Regions from separate parts of the Mus musculus genome. Here region 1 is linked to region 2. Evidence: chromatin contacts called from public Hi-C data. All regions are on one chromosome and are shown on one strand. Each heading gives the region's core, a stretch centred on a gene start, on an enhancer-like site or on the middle of the called end of the contact. The rest is flanking DNA. Distances are from core to core; before and after follow the strand shown.

Region 1 (7,566 bases), core at 653-3,152, 960 kb before region 2:
CATGGAGTTACAGGTGATAATGAGCTGCTTGATGTGGGCTCTAGGAACTGAACTTGGGTCCTCTAGGAGAAAGGTATATAGAGCAAAAATACAAATAAATCCACAGATGACACCATATGAGGTAGGGACTGGGAGGGTAAGTGGAAGTAAGCCAAGTGGAAATGACTCTCTCTTCCCTCCTTTCATAATTAAAATGTTACTGAGTGTCACTGTCTTTGGCCTTGAGCTACACACTCAGGGAGCAAGAGAGACAAACAAATTTGTTCTCTGTCCCCAACAAACTCAGAGGCTAGGTAGAGAAGGCATGTGATAAAGAGAAAAATCACTGATTAGATAGAAAAGTAAATATTGAGAGAGTTGTTTGAATGCTTGTGAACAGGATAAATAACTGACCATTCAGGGGACCCGATAGATATACTTAAAGGGAAATCACACGAATTTATTTATATATAGCGAAAGAGCTAAATATGACAATGAAGACTCTTGTGAGAGCCTACACCTAATCCCAGAAGACCTCCACAAGGAACAGTTTTTGAAGCCCACTCTAAAGGGTGGAGAAAAACTCTAGGCAGGGGTGCAGCATTCTCACCCATCCTGAGCTAAGAAAAATGGAGTATTTCTAACCACAGAGACAGGGAGAGAGAGAGAGAGAGAGAGAGAGAGAGAGAGAGAGAGAGAGAGAGAGAGAGAGAGCAAAGCAATCAGAACAGAGTCAAGGAGAACCATGAGGTGTCCCATGGAGAAGGAAGGAGGTTCTAGGCATGGGGTCTCTAGAGCCTCAGGCTTCATGTCAGCTTCCTGGCATGACACTGGCTCACATGTGACTTTCCCTGAGACTGCATGTCTACAGACAACTTCCATTTTCAGCTCACATCTCTGTAGACCAAAAGTTCAGCATGGCTCATCTGGGGTGCCTCTCCCCAGGGACTCACAAGACCAGAGCCATGGTGACAGCTATAGGTCTGAGATTTCTGTCTTCTTGTTGTCTGCCAGCCGGATGCCCACATCCCCTCCTCTATGTCCTCACTTTGCCCTCACACAAGTCTCTCTCCAGCTTTAAGGCAGTCGTGGTATAAAGTCTTTTCTCCCACTCTGCATTTTCGAGATTGCTTTTGCAAACAACCAGAGGAAACACTGTTTGAAGGGCTTGTGTAATTACGTCTGTCCTACTTGGAAAATCTCCCTTTACATTTGCAAAGTTCCCATTACCACAAAATGGACTCCACGTTTTGTTTGTTTCATTTTTGTATGTTTTGTGTTTTTTTTTATTTTGATTTCAATTTTTTGTTTGTTTCTTTTTGAAGAAGAGAGAACATAAAGAAGTTGGTGGGGGGAGAGGATCCGGGATGAGTTGGGAGAGGGGAACATGATCATAATATACTGTGTAAAAAAATTTTTAATGAAATTTCTGTTCCATGTTTTCCAGTTTGCTTCTCTGTTACTGTGATAAGCACCACAACCAGAAACAAGTTGGGAGGAATGGGTTTATTTACGTTATACTTCCATGTCATAATCCATCATTCAAAGAAGTCAGGGAATGAACTCAAGCAGAAACAGACGCAGGGGCCATGGAAGAGAACTGCTTACTGGCCTGCTTTCAGCTATCTTTCTTATATCTCCCAGGACCATCTGCACAAGGGTGGCACTGCCCATAGTGGGCTGGGTCCTCCCACATCAATCATTAATCAAGAAAATGCCCCCACAGGCTTGCCTACCGGCAGTCTGATGGAGGCAATCCCTCAATTAAGGTTCTCTCTTCCCAGATAACTCTAGCCTGTGTCAAGTTGACAAAAAACTAAGCAGCACACTATGTGATATATCACAATCCTGGGAGCAACACTAGGGAGCAAAGGTCAGAAGCCATCTAAAAACCTGTCTAACACAGGAGTCTGGAGATAGACTGAGCTGCAAATGCTGACAGGACTATTAACTGTCTCAGGAGCTGGAGCATGTTAAACAGATGTCCTCATCACTAAGAGGACAATGACAGAAGTGCTCAGGTCATGACTGCTGCCTTTCCTGAAATAATGTCTGCAGAGTGCCCGGTAGATCACGGATCACGTCAGAGCGTAACAAACGTTAACTATTGTGTTGAGAAAAAAAAATGGGGCTATTTTCTATAAACAAAGAAATGATTTTGTGTGGGCTTTGTATTCAATTTAGAGATGGAATGTAGCTATTGGAAGGATAATAAGGGTCATGGGTACATGAGTACCTTTTAAACCCTACCAGCAATGTCTCCTTACGTGTGTTACAGCTCTGTGGCTGTCCCTTAGTAAGTGTGCTCACATTTTACTCTGAGATAGGAAGATTTTCTAGTAGACATATATCTGTGCAAAACGAGAAACTGTAAGCGCAATAATCAGAGGAGGGTCCCATCTGCTCTCCCGGGTTCCAGTCTGCCTGCCACCCCTACTTCTTAGATGTTCAAACATCTTTTGGCAAGTGTGTCTATGCCACGATTTCCTTATCAGACAATAAATACAATAGTGGACCTGTAGGAATTAGTGTGAGGATTTCAAAAGCAGTAACTGTAACGTGATTAACTGTAAAGTGCTTGAAACAGGTACCTGGCTCATAGCTTGCACTCAATCAATGTCAGCTGTTATTATATAGAAAGCGAAACAGGCCTAACCTCAGATATTAATGTCAGGCCCTCCTCTGCACATGGTTTTCACAGACATGATCACGGTCTTCTGAGAGTTCTAGATTTGCCGGCTTCCGACGTAGCACTAATGAGGTCTTGCCTAGATAGAGTCTGCAATTTCTGCAGTGAATCCAGTTTATCAAGCGTATTTCATCTGTTTGATGGAAGCACAAACTGAATTAGGGAACTGATGCTGATCTATATTTTTAAAGTTGAAGGTGGTAGGCTTTGGTTATAGGTATTATATTCTTTCTCTTCCTCAGATCTCCAGGAAAAGGCTTTGCAAAAACTGCTAATCCTTTAACTACTTAATCGCAGTTGGCTCCCCTCGTACAGAGCACTGCAAAGTTCACAAGCACATTTCCAGGATTCTTTCTGGATTCATCCACTCACTGTGGCAGAGAAGGAAATGACATTCAAAGGGAGGAGTGTCCTGGGTCATAATGAACCCTTTTCCTACCCCTGATAGAGGCTTCTGACAAAGCCCAGAGGACACATAAGGGGTAAGGAAAGAAAAGAAAGAAGCAGACTACAGGAAGGTTGTCAGCTAAAAAGCATTTCTCATCCCAAATCTCAAAGCCAGTCCATGAAGGAGATCAAGTAGAAATAATGCCACGGAGGCACAAAGCTGAGACCGGGAAAATGTATGAACTGGAACGGTGTGGGAAAGTCTGACCAAATAGACTAGAGAAGCAAGATAGACTCCACAGAGAAAGGTAGTGGGAAGACTTAAGACCAGTGATCCCTCCGCACAGAGGCTGAGAGAAGACTCAGAAAGCCCAGATATCTTTCAAACATATCAATTAGTTAGACTGACTCAAGGGCCTGGTGCTGGAGAGAGTTACCTGAGAGCCAGACCATAGAGAGAAGGACGTTGCAGATACCAGTCAGCTGCATCTTTTATTCGCATAGAAAGGACCACAAGTCACTGAAGGGATCTGGCAGAATGAAAAAACATCAAGAGACCAGTACAAGTGGCCCCATAGAAGTCAGTTAATAGGAAATGAGGAATTACTGGGATTAGTGTCCTCTGCCATCTGTATGAAAAGAGACTGCTATTTTTAAAAAGCCAGATAAAAGGTTTAAAAGTACCGAAAAGACCAACGAGTAGAGGAGACATATCTGACATCTCAACAGATTGGCAAAGAAGAGGATAGCACTGGTTTAGGGACTAGTAGAAACGTAAGGAGGCACCAGTAGGCGTGTCAGGGGAGCAGCAGGGGTGCGTGCCAGGGGAGCAGGGGCATCCGAGCCATGAAACATGCCCCTGAAGAGGAAAATAAAACAGGAGGGAAGAAATAGTCCAAATCAAAACAAGAGTTAAAGGTCAATTCCATGTCCTGAAAAAGAAGTAGAGACTTCTGACTGACAAGATTGGACTGTCACCAGTGAGACATAGCATCCTGTCTGAAGATGCTGGCAGTCTGTGCACAGAGAGAAAAGCAGAGGGGCTGTCACCTGAAAACGTAAGGAGCTCCCTAAAAGAATAGCTTTTGTTTGAAAATAAAACCCAAAATCCCCCATGATTCTAAAGCCCTCATAAGTTAAACATGAGAGGTAACTTTAAGGAAGCCAAACGTTTGTTTGGAAGCATTCTTTACTAACATTAACCAGGTTCCTTTACTTCTTCTTATTAAATTCCAATACATGTAAAATTGCTTTTGAAGTTGACTGTTGGCTAAGGAATCGTTAGAGCTTGGGATGCCATAGTCTCAGTGGGAGCATCCCGAGTTAAAGAATGGACCAGTAGAGCAGAGAAGGGGAGGGCATACGTGAAAGTAATCTGCCTCTGTGGTGATTTGAGGGCAGCATGTGAGGCTCTGGGTATCCCCCTGGACTACCTCTACAGTGAGTGAAGCTCACTATGGGTTATAAATTCCATGATGTTAAACATGGGCAATTCTAAGTGTTTGCCTTTTGAAATATAAACATTGTACTATAGTCCTGGCAGGATTAATGCATTAAATCCCTCACACCTTAGCTGGATGCTTGTCCTCAGCAATAGAAACCTGTCCTCAAATTCCACTCAACATCATAGTCACCATGGGAACTTAAAAAATACATATACACTCACAAGGCCCCCGGTAGACATATAAAAGAGGAAGTAACATTATAGTGAATCAGGAGAGTGTTGGAGCGGAGAGCTTTGGGTAAAGTTATTCCTCTACCTCTAGTGACATTAACTACCCTAAGTTTCTTGTACTTTGGTTCCCTATAAAACTAGCAGAGTGGTACCAGTTCTGCAGAAATCTGGAGGATTTCATGAGATGGGGGACTATATGATGCCTGGCATTCACTAGTTGCTCAAGGAGCAATAACGTCCCTCCTAATTTTATTTAGAGAAGCATCAGAAAACTCTCCGAGCATCTACTCTTCATGCCATCTTCTGTGTAAAATTACTCTTAAATACCGAGCCAAGATTCTCAGACTGCATCAGCAATCATCAATCTTCTTGCTAGCCACTCCTTCAATGACATTAACTGCTAATCCTTACTCTTCTAAAAGCTGTGGCTGCTTGAAGTGGTAAGTGTCTTTGTTCCAATGTGTCATGGTTACAGGAGGACTCAACCCCAGGCTCACAAGGGCTGCTCCTTTTGAAGTTCATCCAGAGAAAGAAAAACCACACCCAAAGAAGAGTGCTCCAATTTAGTCATGCCCTGAGGATAAATAAGCCAAATCTGGGGTAAGGCACAGTGGGAACAAGAAATTCAAAAAACCAGTGAATGAAAACATATTAAACCACATCCACTCCCATCTTGCAGAACCAGCCATTGAGATTTTTTAAAAATTATTTTCTAGAAAAGTAGTACGGCCAGATAAGAGGAGCTGAATGAAATACTCCTGAACAAGGGCCTTACATATGGGGTGAGCATCCTCCAGATACATTCAAGCTACAATCCTGTCTTCCTCACTCGTTATTGCTGTTCTGATGTTCCACTGTCTTCATGGGGTTTAACTCTCTGCTCTGGAATAAGTAGTTGATGTTACAGTCTGTGAACATTATTGTTCTAAACAGCTCTAATCTACTAACAAGGCTCCTCTTTTTAGAGAGCTTTCTATATTAGCAATAAGCAGTCAGTGGGTAGAGTTCAGCGGCCTTTTCCGCAGTACGAAGGTTCGTCTGCTTTTCCAAGGAGCCGTGCTTTGGAATAACAGCATATTTCCCCCAGAGAAGTATCTTCCAGTCCTCCCTGGGAATGAGCGTATAGCACGGCAATACAGTGCATGCTTAACTTGCCCAGCTTGCCTACTAAGAGGAAAGCATTAGCATATATACATGGACCCTCTGGTGGTTCAGGCTTTTACATAGTCCCAGCTACTCAGAAGGCTGAGGCAGGAAGCTCACAATTTCAAGGGCAGCCCGGGTTATAAAGTGAGTTCAAGGGCAGTTTGGACAGGTCAGTGAGATCCTGCTTCAAAATGAAAAGTAAAATTGAGCCCTGAGAGTGTGACTCACCGAGTGAATGCTGACTCGGCATGAGTGGTGGTCTGGGTTCAACGGCCAGCTCTATAAAGCAAAACTCTTGAAGTAAATAAGAATTTCCAAAACCTGACCCCAGTGCACGTACCATTTTACTAGAGAACAATGTAAAAAATTGTGTTCACTTTAATATATTCTTTAAATTCCATAATTACAACAACTCAGAAATATATTTTGTAGCATTCTGTAAGGGCTTTCTACAACCTCTGGAATAACAACATTAGCCAGAAAATTCCAAGGCGCTTGTGGAGGGGGAGCTGTCACTGTTAAGCTAGAACCTGGGTCAAGTGGACAGGGTCAGGGAGAGTCTTCTAACGGAGGGAAGAATCTGGGGCACTGCTAGGGACAGACACTGTGACCTGTGCCAAGGAGCTTGTGGGTGGAGGAGCAGAGCCTTCGCAGTGAAGAGTAGTGGAGTCCCGTGAGGGAGCTCAGTATAGTCAACACAGGTGACATAGATAAATGAACAGGAGCTGGCTACAATTTAAAAAGACCACAGAAAGCCCAGAAGCCAATGTTGTTCAGGTTTTGTTTTGGTTTTCATCCTTTCTTTTTTGGATCTGTTAGTTCTTTATTGACCTCTGGACAATATTATTTTCTATTTTTTTTAATGTTCCATAAAATCCTTCTATTGATTTCTGTTTGTGTTCATCTGCTATCCTCAGTCTGCCGACCTTGGTCATTTTGGGGTATGTGAACTACTTTAGCAAACCCAATGTAAGCTGAAAAGAAGAATTCTAGTCAAGTGACTATTAACATTAGTTTCAAAGATGTTGTACATTCCTCCCATATCTATAGGCAGTCATTATATCTCTAATCTCATTTTTGTTATTTTATTGTAGTGAAATATATTACAACACAGTATTTACCATCTAGTGGTCTTAGTGAATGGTTTTGTAGTATTGTGTATCCACATTGATATATTGTGAATCCATAGTGACCCCCAGAAAATTTCCACCTTGCAGAACTTTACCCACTAAACAGAAACTCCATATTCTATCCCCTAACCTACCTGCTGGCTACCAGCATTCTACTTTCTGGATCCACAGATCCGAATAAACTAGGTATCTCACATAAATGGAATATTATAATATCTCTCTTTAGAGTTGGGTTGTCAAGGTTCACCCATACTTTAGCATATATTATTTTTTCTGTTTTAAGACTGAAGAATATTCCATTGTGTAAATAGGCTACATTCAAAAAAAATGTATCATTGTAAATTGTGCATGTCAAGTTGAGCTGAAAGAAATACTTGTGAAGAGGCGCTTTAAATATGAGTCAGGCATCTCCCAAATAAATCCAAGCTGCAACCGTGTCTTCTTCTCAGATCCTTGCGCTTCTGATCGTCCACTGTCTCCATGGGATGTCTCTGTGCTCCAGAAGCAATGCCGTCTACAGCATCACTCGTTTAAATGGCTCTAACCGGATGCAGTGTCCT
Region 2 (7,860 bases), core at 1,141-3,640:
TGGTACTTAGAAACAAAAAAGGAACTAAGTGTTGCTGGGTTAAAAATAGTGCTTACAAAATAGTAGGTACGCCCTTGTTATCATTTACATATGGAAGTGCAATATATACAAGTGATATTTGGTTATGAGTTTGTATTTATGGCTTACATAACAAGGAAGGTTTAAAGGTTAACTCTGGCTGTCTGGATGCCAAATTTCAGATGATCTTAATTTTCTTTTAGATTCATTAGGGTGTAATTTTTGTCAGGATCATGTACAGCTTTCCTAATTGTTTTAAAAACCCAGTATTTGATGTTAGCAAATTTTCTAACAAATTGTATTATTTGGGACAAATGTCACTATATATGCAGGTATAATAATACTGTTATAAGATTACAATGTACGTTATAAAACTAATGTACTGGGACAATAAAATGTTTAATCTGAAATATTTTATTTTAAAAAGTAGTGCTTGTTATATTTAACACGATTTTCACTCGACATGGCTCGTTTTCATGTTTAAGAAGGTAATAGCTCTCTGAAAATTCATGTATGCAGATGGGATGACACGAAGAGAAAAGTATCAAGATGGCTCAGTCTTATAAATGAAATTGTCTAACATCTCTTAATTTCTAAGAATGCCAAAAACGCAGAAGTTTCTTGCAGAGCAATTAGTAGGCTGAGGCACTAACATCATCAAGAGAGCCCGTGGGAAGTCGGCCACAGATAACCACAGCTCGTCTATTCTCGGGCAGGTTAGGTCTGGGTACCATTTCTTTCCCCTTTCTTCAAATAAAAAAATTTAAAAGGTTTCCTTCAGAATGTTCTTTATCAATATCAATTTTAAAAGTATCTCAAAGGAATGTAAAAATAATGGTATCCTGAAAGTCATGAGCAAAAGCCCTGTGAGAAAGGCTTGCTATGACCTTCTGGTTTAGGAGCAATTAGAGCATTACTGCATTCACAGGGAAAATCTTTATAAATAAAAGGTTTCACATGGAGACTCTCTAATGAAGTACTCATAAACACATATTTATGAAATGTACTACATTTCCAGAGGTAGTTATTATACACTAAGTCTTAAAACAGTTTCATTAGACAGATGGAAAGATTCGCAGTTTTTATACAGTATGAGCCTAGACATAAGACATGAGAACCAAGTCATTTAGGAGCATGCACAACTGTGACAGAAGCCGAGTCCTGGTGACCCTGGCAAGCGTCTGGAATTCCTTCACCCAAGTGTATTGTGAGCTTCCTGGACTCTGAGCTCTGAGCTCTCAGGTGGCAGCCATCAGCAAGGCTAAGTTCCTGAGCACTTGGGGCGTTCCTGTTTGTGGACATCTGCCAAATTCTCCGCGGTTACACTATCTGTTACCACCCAGGAGTGTGAGCCTACTCGGCCATCGTACTAACACCGAGTTGGGAACGTCTTCTTTCTAGAGATGAAGGGACCAAAATAGAAAAGTCATGAAACATACTTAGTTAGCCCTCTTCTGGATTTCTATTCCTCTGTGTTTTCTACACAAATGAAATTGCATTTTATAGGAAGACCCTACTTCAATTCTTTCTTTTTGTCATCTTAAAGTACAAACCCACACAAGCCCGTGAACAATGCTTTGCAGAAAGTATACAGCATGCATGACTAAGAGCAGAGCGGCCTGGTGATGCTGCTCATTAGACGTCTGGTCTATTAACATCTTCCTTCCTCTCGATGGACTTTAGCCCCTCATAAAACAGCACCCATTGCTGGCGGGCAGCACGCTAAGACGGAAGCAGAGAGCTGGCCACTCACAGACCCTGCAGAGATTCAGCGAGGCTGTGCCGCACACAGCAAACACTTCATCACACGTCAGCTACAGTTGGCGTTTGGTGTCTGTCTGCTTCTTATCACTGAATGGTAACGGAGTGAAATGTTTATTGGTCACTTGTCAATATTCGCTAGATATTGCCAGCATTACAGATCAAAGTTACTTAAAGACATCCTCGGGAGTGTAAGACGATAAAGGTCAGGTATTGCCTTCAGAGAGTTGAGCAGAAAGTTTTCATCACTGGGTCCTCTGCATTCATGCTGGCCATTTCTGTTAAAGCTTCGGTCTGTAGGGTTTGATTTTTCTCAGCATTACAGTAAAAGCTTGAAAGGCTATTAATTGGAATATGAAAACATGGTCTTAAACGTGCCATAGGCTCCACTGAGGCCATGACCCCCCTGGAAAACTCACCTGACATAAAAAGTGAACAGGAAGTTAAGGCAGACTGTACTTGGTAAAGGACTTAAAGCGCTAGAAGAAACTATGAAGAAAGGATCCTAAGGAACCATTCCTCGAAATGAAACATATAAACACCTTATAGCAGTGAAAGGAGCGCCTGTTGCTCCCCCACCCTCGCGGGGCTTCAGCGGGATGGGATGACGTCACCGGCCCTGCCTGCTTCCGCCACACACTCTCTGTTCGCTGCCTCCTTCGTTCCTGTTACAGGCCTGGAAAACCGCTACATTCCACTTTGTAAAACAGAAACCGGGGCACAAAGCTAGCATTTCTACTGGTACATCAAAAATATACCTGCGCTCTAGTTTTTTTTTTTTTTTTTCTAGTACTATTCACAAAAGTGAAGATACAGAATCAACCTAGGGTTCCACAACAAATAAATGGATCAACCGCATAGTTTATATACATGGTAGAGTATTGTTAGCCAATAAAATGCAATATCCTGTCAATAATAATACTCATAAATAGAAAGGGTTAATGTCCTGGCAACACAGATGAACCTGGAGGGCATTATGTTCAGTGAGGGAAGTCAGGCACAGCCAGCCAAAGCCACATGTTTTCACTCCTGTGTGGCAGTTAAATGAGATGCTTTCGGTAGGGAGGGAATAGTGATTTTTGCCAGACCTGGGAAGTTAAGAGGAGTGGGTGCCAAAGTTCTGTAGCACGGGGCAGTGGATGGAGTTTCTAGTCCTTCACTATGTATGTCCAAATCACTAGAAGAAAGGATTCTGACGTTCCCGACACAAGCAGTAGTGTCTGAGGTGATGGCATGTTCCTCATTGTCCTTATTCGATCATTACTTACTGCTACTTATTGCATATATGCATGAAAATATTATACTACAGAAGTATACATAATCACTATGTGCCAATTATAAGTTTTTTAAATATAAAATTCCTAAAAATATGGAGCTATAGTGAGCACACACATTATCCTGTACAAAGTTGAAAGCACATTTTTCATATTATTTGGTGATTGAACAGGAAAACGTATCTGTGAATTTGTCTATGATATAGCATACACTATGGCCCACGCAGATGTCTAATGAGTATCTTCTAAGTGGTATGAAAACATAAGTTTCCAAGGTTTTACTCCTCTCAGTGTCACATAGGCTGTTTAACTCCTCAGTGTCAGACTGACCACTTCGGCTTTGCAGTCAGCTACTTTGAGACTTAAATTTGTTCTACCACCTACTAGATTCTGATCTGAGGAGAATTACCTGCTGTGGGTGTTGTTTTCCAATTTTAAAATGGAGATACTGCCACTTGTTTGACAGTCCCATTAGAGAGCTCTGTGAGTTGACAGGGGCTGGCACATGGAAAGTTCGCTGAAATGGAAGCTGCCATCAGCGGCAGCGGCTGGGGCAGTGGCGGCAGCAGCTGCAGCAGCAGCGGCAGCAGCAGCCACAGCAGCAGCACCAATTTTATTGTTTCCTACTTTCCTAACTACCTGTTTATTACTAAGCTACAATGCACCCTATGGATCTCCTCAGAAAACTCACCTGAGCATTTAGGAATATGACAACACATACAACCATTGGCAGAGTTGAACAAAAGTCCCTGGCATGTCTCTCTTGCTAGTCCTTAGCTCACAACCACAGAGAATTCATGTTTTCATCCCCCAAAGTATTACTATTACTATTATTAGTATTCTAAGTTTCCTTCTAAACCAACAAAATCTAGTTTGGGGAAAATCTTTATTCGTGAATTTTGATAAGAGGCAACCCTTGGAAGAACAAATCTAGGACACCAAATAAAGGATTCTTTTACACTTATTCGAAAAATCTCAAATCATATTGTATTCATATCTGTAATAAATTGATGAATACTGATAATCAAATTTAAAACACATTTAATCGTGTAAATAACGGTAAAGCCTATAAAAGAAAATAAAAATGTTTGATGCCTAGTTATATAAATATATTCTAGATTTTTTTTAAAAAGTTATAAACATTTTTTGCAGAGCATAACAGAGGCTCTAATAACAGGATAAATTAGGGTGTAGAATATTGAAAAGTTAATACAGATCATGAACTAACACTTATTTTATACAAAATTAAGATTCCACATGGTCATAAACTAAAGAAAGAAAAAGATTATTTTAAGCTATTAAATATTAAAAGCGAGTTTTTAAAAAAACATTTCCTTTTGAATATATTGGGCGATCGAGAGAACTGTTAAATGAGGACAGTCTTTTATGAAATCAGGCTTTCTGTAATTCCATAGTGCTGATGATTTTTTTAAATGGAGGCTTTGGGCACTAAGAGAAAGATAAAGTATTTGCTGAATTTTGTATTTTCCAATTTACAATGTAATATGAACTTTAAGAAAATATGATCACAGAATGCAGTCGTGCTAGAACAGGATAGCTACAACATTTGAAAATGAATCCTTCTGAAAATAACTTCCTGAATTACTCTTAAAGTTATTCAAGGTTTCATAAGTTGATGTTTTGAGCTTTAAAATGAAATGGCCCTGTTTACACACTGTAGTACAATGCTCTATGAAACTTAAGTATTAAAAGGTAAAAGGACTCTTTAATACAAAATACAGTTGGACTTTAGGTTTTTCTAAAATTAAAATGTGGATTTTTTTGGAATTAACGTGAAAATTTTTCAGATATCTCCTTTAAAACTCTATATGTAAAGGGACTTATTTTAAAACAACAAACACAACAGATAGATTTGGCTTGAAAAGATAACAGCCTAATGTCTTACCAGCTTCCACTGAGAGGAAAGTGGGTCTTTTAATATTGGACTTTGACATAAACACATACTTTTCTTTGTAAAATGCTTTTCTGCATTATTTTAATTGGCTAGTCCTGGCTTTGAAGAAACGTGTTTTTATGCTACGTGATAGAAAGCATTTATTTGCATCTCATCTAAATTATTCACAATACTCCAAGGCTTCCATTCTCTCCCAGTTAGTACAATTTATTTTTCTACACATTTCAGTGGCAAGCAATGTTATTTAGGCTCTAACCTGGCATGCCACCACCTCTGGCCCACCCTGGAGCCCCTCCATTGCAAAGGTCTCCAGGTGCAGTTTGGGTAGCTGCAGGGTGAAGTCATTCCTAGTTGCTGCAGTCCGTGACAGTGAGATCTGATCTCTGACCTAAAGGGGGGAAAAAAAACAGCATCAATGGTAATTCCCCTTCAGACACATTAACTGGGATGAACTGGGTCCCCTTGAGCCCACTGAGTGGACTTGCATTGATCGCTGGACCTGAAATCCATGAATAAATTTAGGACTAATTGATTTTTCGTTGCAAATAAATCTCTAATTCAGAGTGCTGGGGGAGAATGTTAAGAAGAAAAAGCATCCTCCTGCTTGAAATGAAGAGGGGAGACGAGGCACAGAAGCCTTCTGATCAAGGCGCTTTGAATTATTCCTTCACAGCTCCACTCGGAAAATGGGGGGGGTGGGGGGGGACACAAAATCAAAAGCAAGCTGCAATCCCCTATTATCACTCTCTTAAAAGCGTGTTTAACTGACATTAGATCATGCATGTTGTACATGATAGTTACTAGGGACTGGGTTTTGAAAAGAAACTTCACTAGCACAGACTCTGGAATAAGAACAAATACACTCAACACAAAAGGGGACTTCAAAATACACAAGTACAGGGTTTGCTCGGCCTGCTCGGTGTTCCAAAACTGTAGGACTTAATTAAACTTAAGCCTGAGCAATAAACTCATGGAAACCGGCTTGGTCACAAAACCTCTAAATAAGATAACGGAAATAAAATCAGTAGCATTTGTACTAGAGTTTAAGTATTCAGAAAGGTAAGGACACAAGCTTGTACAGACGGAGTTCTAATTCCAAGCTCCTGTGGGCAGTTGATATCACACTGCCACCTTCTGGACAAATCAGCACACGCACAGCAAATACAAAGAAACTCCAGCACTTAGTCTTAGGAATTCTGTACTCAGGTTTGCATTTGAGATAAAGTTCTCGCTTTTCATCAGTCAGCTGAGTAAGAAGAGTTTACTTTTTTTTTAATATAATTTTATTTGTAATTCTTTTTTTTACACTCCATATTCCATTCCCCGCCCCTCCCCGCCCACTTTCCAACTGTTCCACATCCCACACCTCCTCCCCACCACACCCTGTCTCCACATGGATGCCCCCACCCCCACCCCATCTAACCTCTAAACTCCCTGGGGCCTCCAGTCTCTTGAGGGTTAGGTGCCTCATCTCTGAATGAACACAGACCTGGCAGGCCTCTACTGTGTGTGTGTTGGGGGCCTCATATCGGTTCCAGATTAATCAAGACTGCTGGTCTTCCTACAGGATCGCCCTTCTCCTCAAATTCTTTAAGTCCTCCCTAATTCAACAACAGGGGTCAGCTGCTTCTCTATTTCTCTTTCAGCTGCTTGTTGGGTGTTTCAGAGGCCAGTCATGATAGATCTATTTTTGTGAGCTCTCCATAGCCTCAGTAATAGTGTCAGGCCTTGGGACCTCCCCTTGAGCTGGATCCCACTTTGGGCCTGTCACTGGACCTTCTTTTCCCCAGGCTCCTCTCCATTTTTATACAGAAACATTTTCTAACATTTCGTGGGTTTCGGTAGGTTTTTAAATCTTTTTTTTTTTTTTTTTTTTTTTTTTTTTTTGCTATCATATATTTAACAAATACTATAAAACTACCTTACACCGTTTTGGGATTTGGCTCAGTGATTAAAGAGCTAACCATGCAAGCATAAGAGCCTGAGTTTAGGTCCCCAGCACCTGTTCCAAAACTAGGCACATGCTGGAGGTGGGAACGGTGGAGTCCTGGGAGTCTCTGGCCACTCAGTTCAACCAATCCAGAGCTCTGAGTTCAGTGAGAGATTCCAACCCAGAAAGTGCAGGGGTTTTTTTTTTGGGGGGGGGGCAAAAGAAGATGCTAATTTCACCCTCTGGCTTCTAGGCCCCTGTGCAAACACATGTGCACATGCAAACACACAGAGATCTCTTTCACACACACAAACATACAAAGATCATACACACACATACACACAGAATCTAACAGCCACATGACAGAGTTTTTATGAAGAAGCACAGAAGCACACATCAAGAATGGTGTTGAGTATATAAAATAAGACTAACCGTCAAATGAATCCACTTATATGTCTTGTTCTATGGAACATCCCAGCTCTAACACTGTAACTCAGCCCTGTAATCCCAGCACACGCATGCTGAGGCATGAAGTCACAGGTGCCAGGCCAGCCTGGGATACACAGCAAGTTGAAGATCAACCTGGACTATACAGCTAGACCCTGGCTCAATCAGTTGATCAATCAATCAGTCAATCATTCAGTTAGTCAGCGAAATAAATAAACTGTCTCTTTTTCTATTCTACTTGGGCAACCTGTAAAACTATTGGAAATATTTACTACTATACAAAATCAGTTAGATGTAAAACACAGACATCTCACGGATTGTCATATACTGTAGGGTTTTTTTCTTAAGCCAGCAAACACCCATAAACAAAGACATCTTAAATTGTTCGTGCTGATATATGGGTGTAAGTACAAGTCCCTGTCTTCGCAGGCTAGTCCTGAGTTTTCCTATTAGGCAGTGACCGTGAGAGGAAGTGCAGCAAACATGGCCGGGAATGTCTCACAGAAGCGTGGGCA

What was found. A called contact is a pair of places that touch in the nucleus more often than the background predicts.
Region 1: a Hi-C map of the N1E-115 cell line shows a contact between it and region 2, with 5 times the contacts expected there. The contact joins two enhancer-like sites. A contact is called at or near these places in 1 of 484 Hi-C or Micro-C datasets (the N1E-115 cell line) and 2 of 9 other capture datasets (embryonic stem cells and embryonic tail).

Annotation. Positions count from the first base shown.
Region 1 is chr4:84,755,912-84,763,477 of GRCm38.p6, reverse strand. No RefSeq gene overlaps it. Among named protein-coding and RNA genes, the nearest start is that of Gm12415, 18 kb to the right of the region's middle. Within about 2 kb of position 1,902, at least 3 of the 459 cell types and tissues checked have an H3K27ac peak or open chromatin away from gene starts, as enhancers often do. A contact at or near this core is called in the N1E-115 cell line, where this site is marked.
Region 2 is chr4:83,792,696-83,800,555 of GRCm38.p6, reverse strand. It overlaps Ccdc171 (coiled-coil domain containing 171), which reads right to left. Exons shown (of 26, transcript NM_001355378.1): 24 at 5,225-5,356. Among named protein-coding and RNA genes, the nearest start is that of Gm42309, 45 kb to the left of the region's middle. Within about 2 kb of position 2,390, at least 12 of the 459 cell types and tissues checked have an H3K27ac peak or open chromatin away from gene starts, as enhancers often do. A contact at or near this core is called in the N1E-115 cell line, where this site is marked.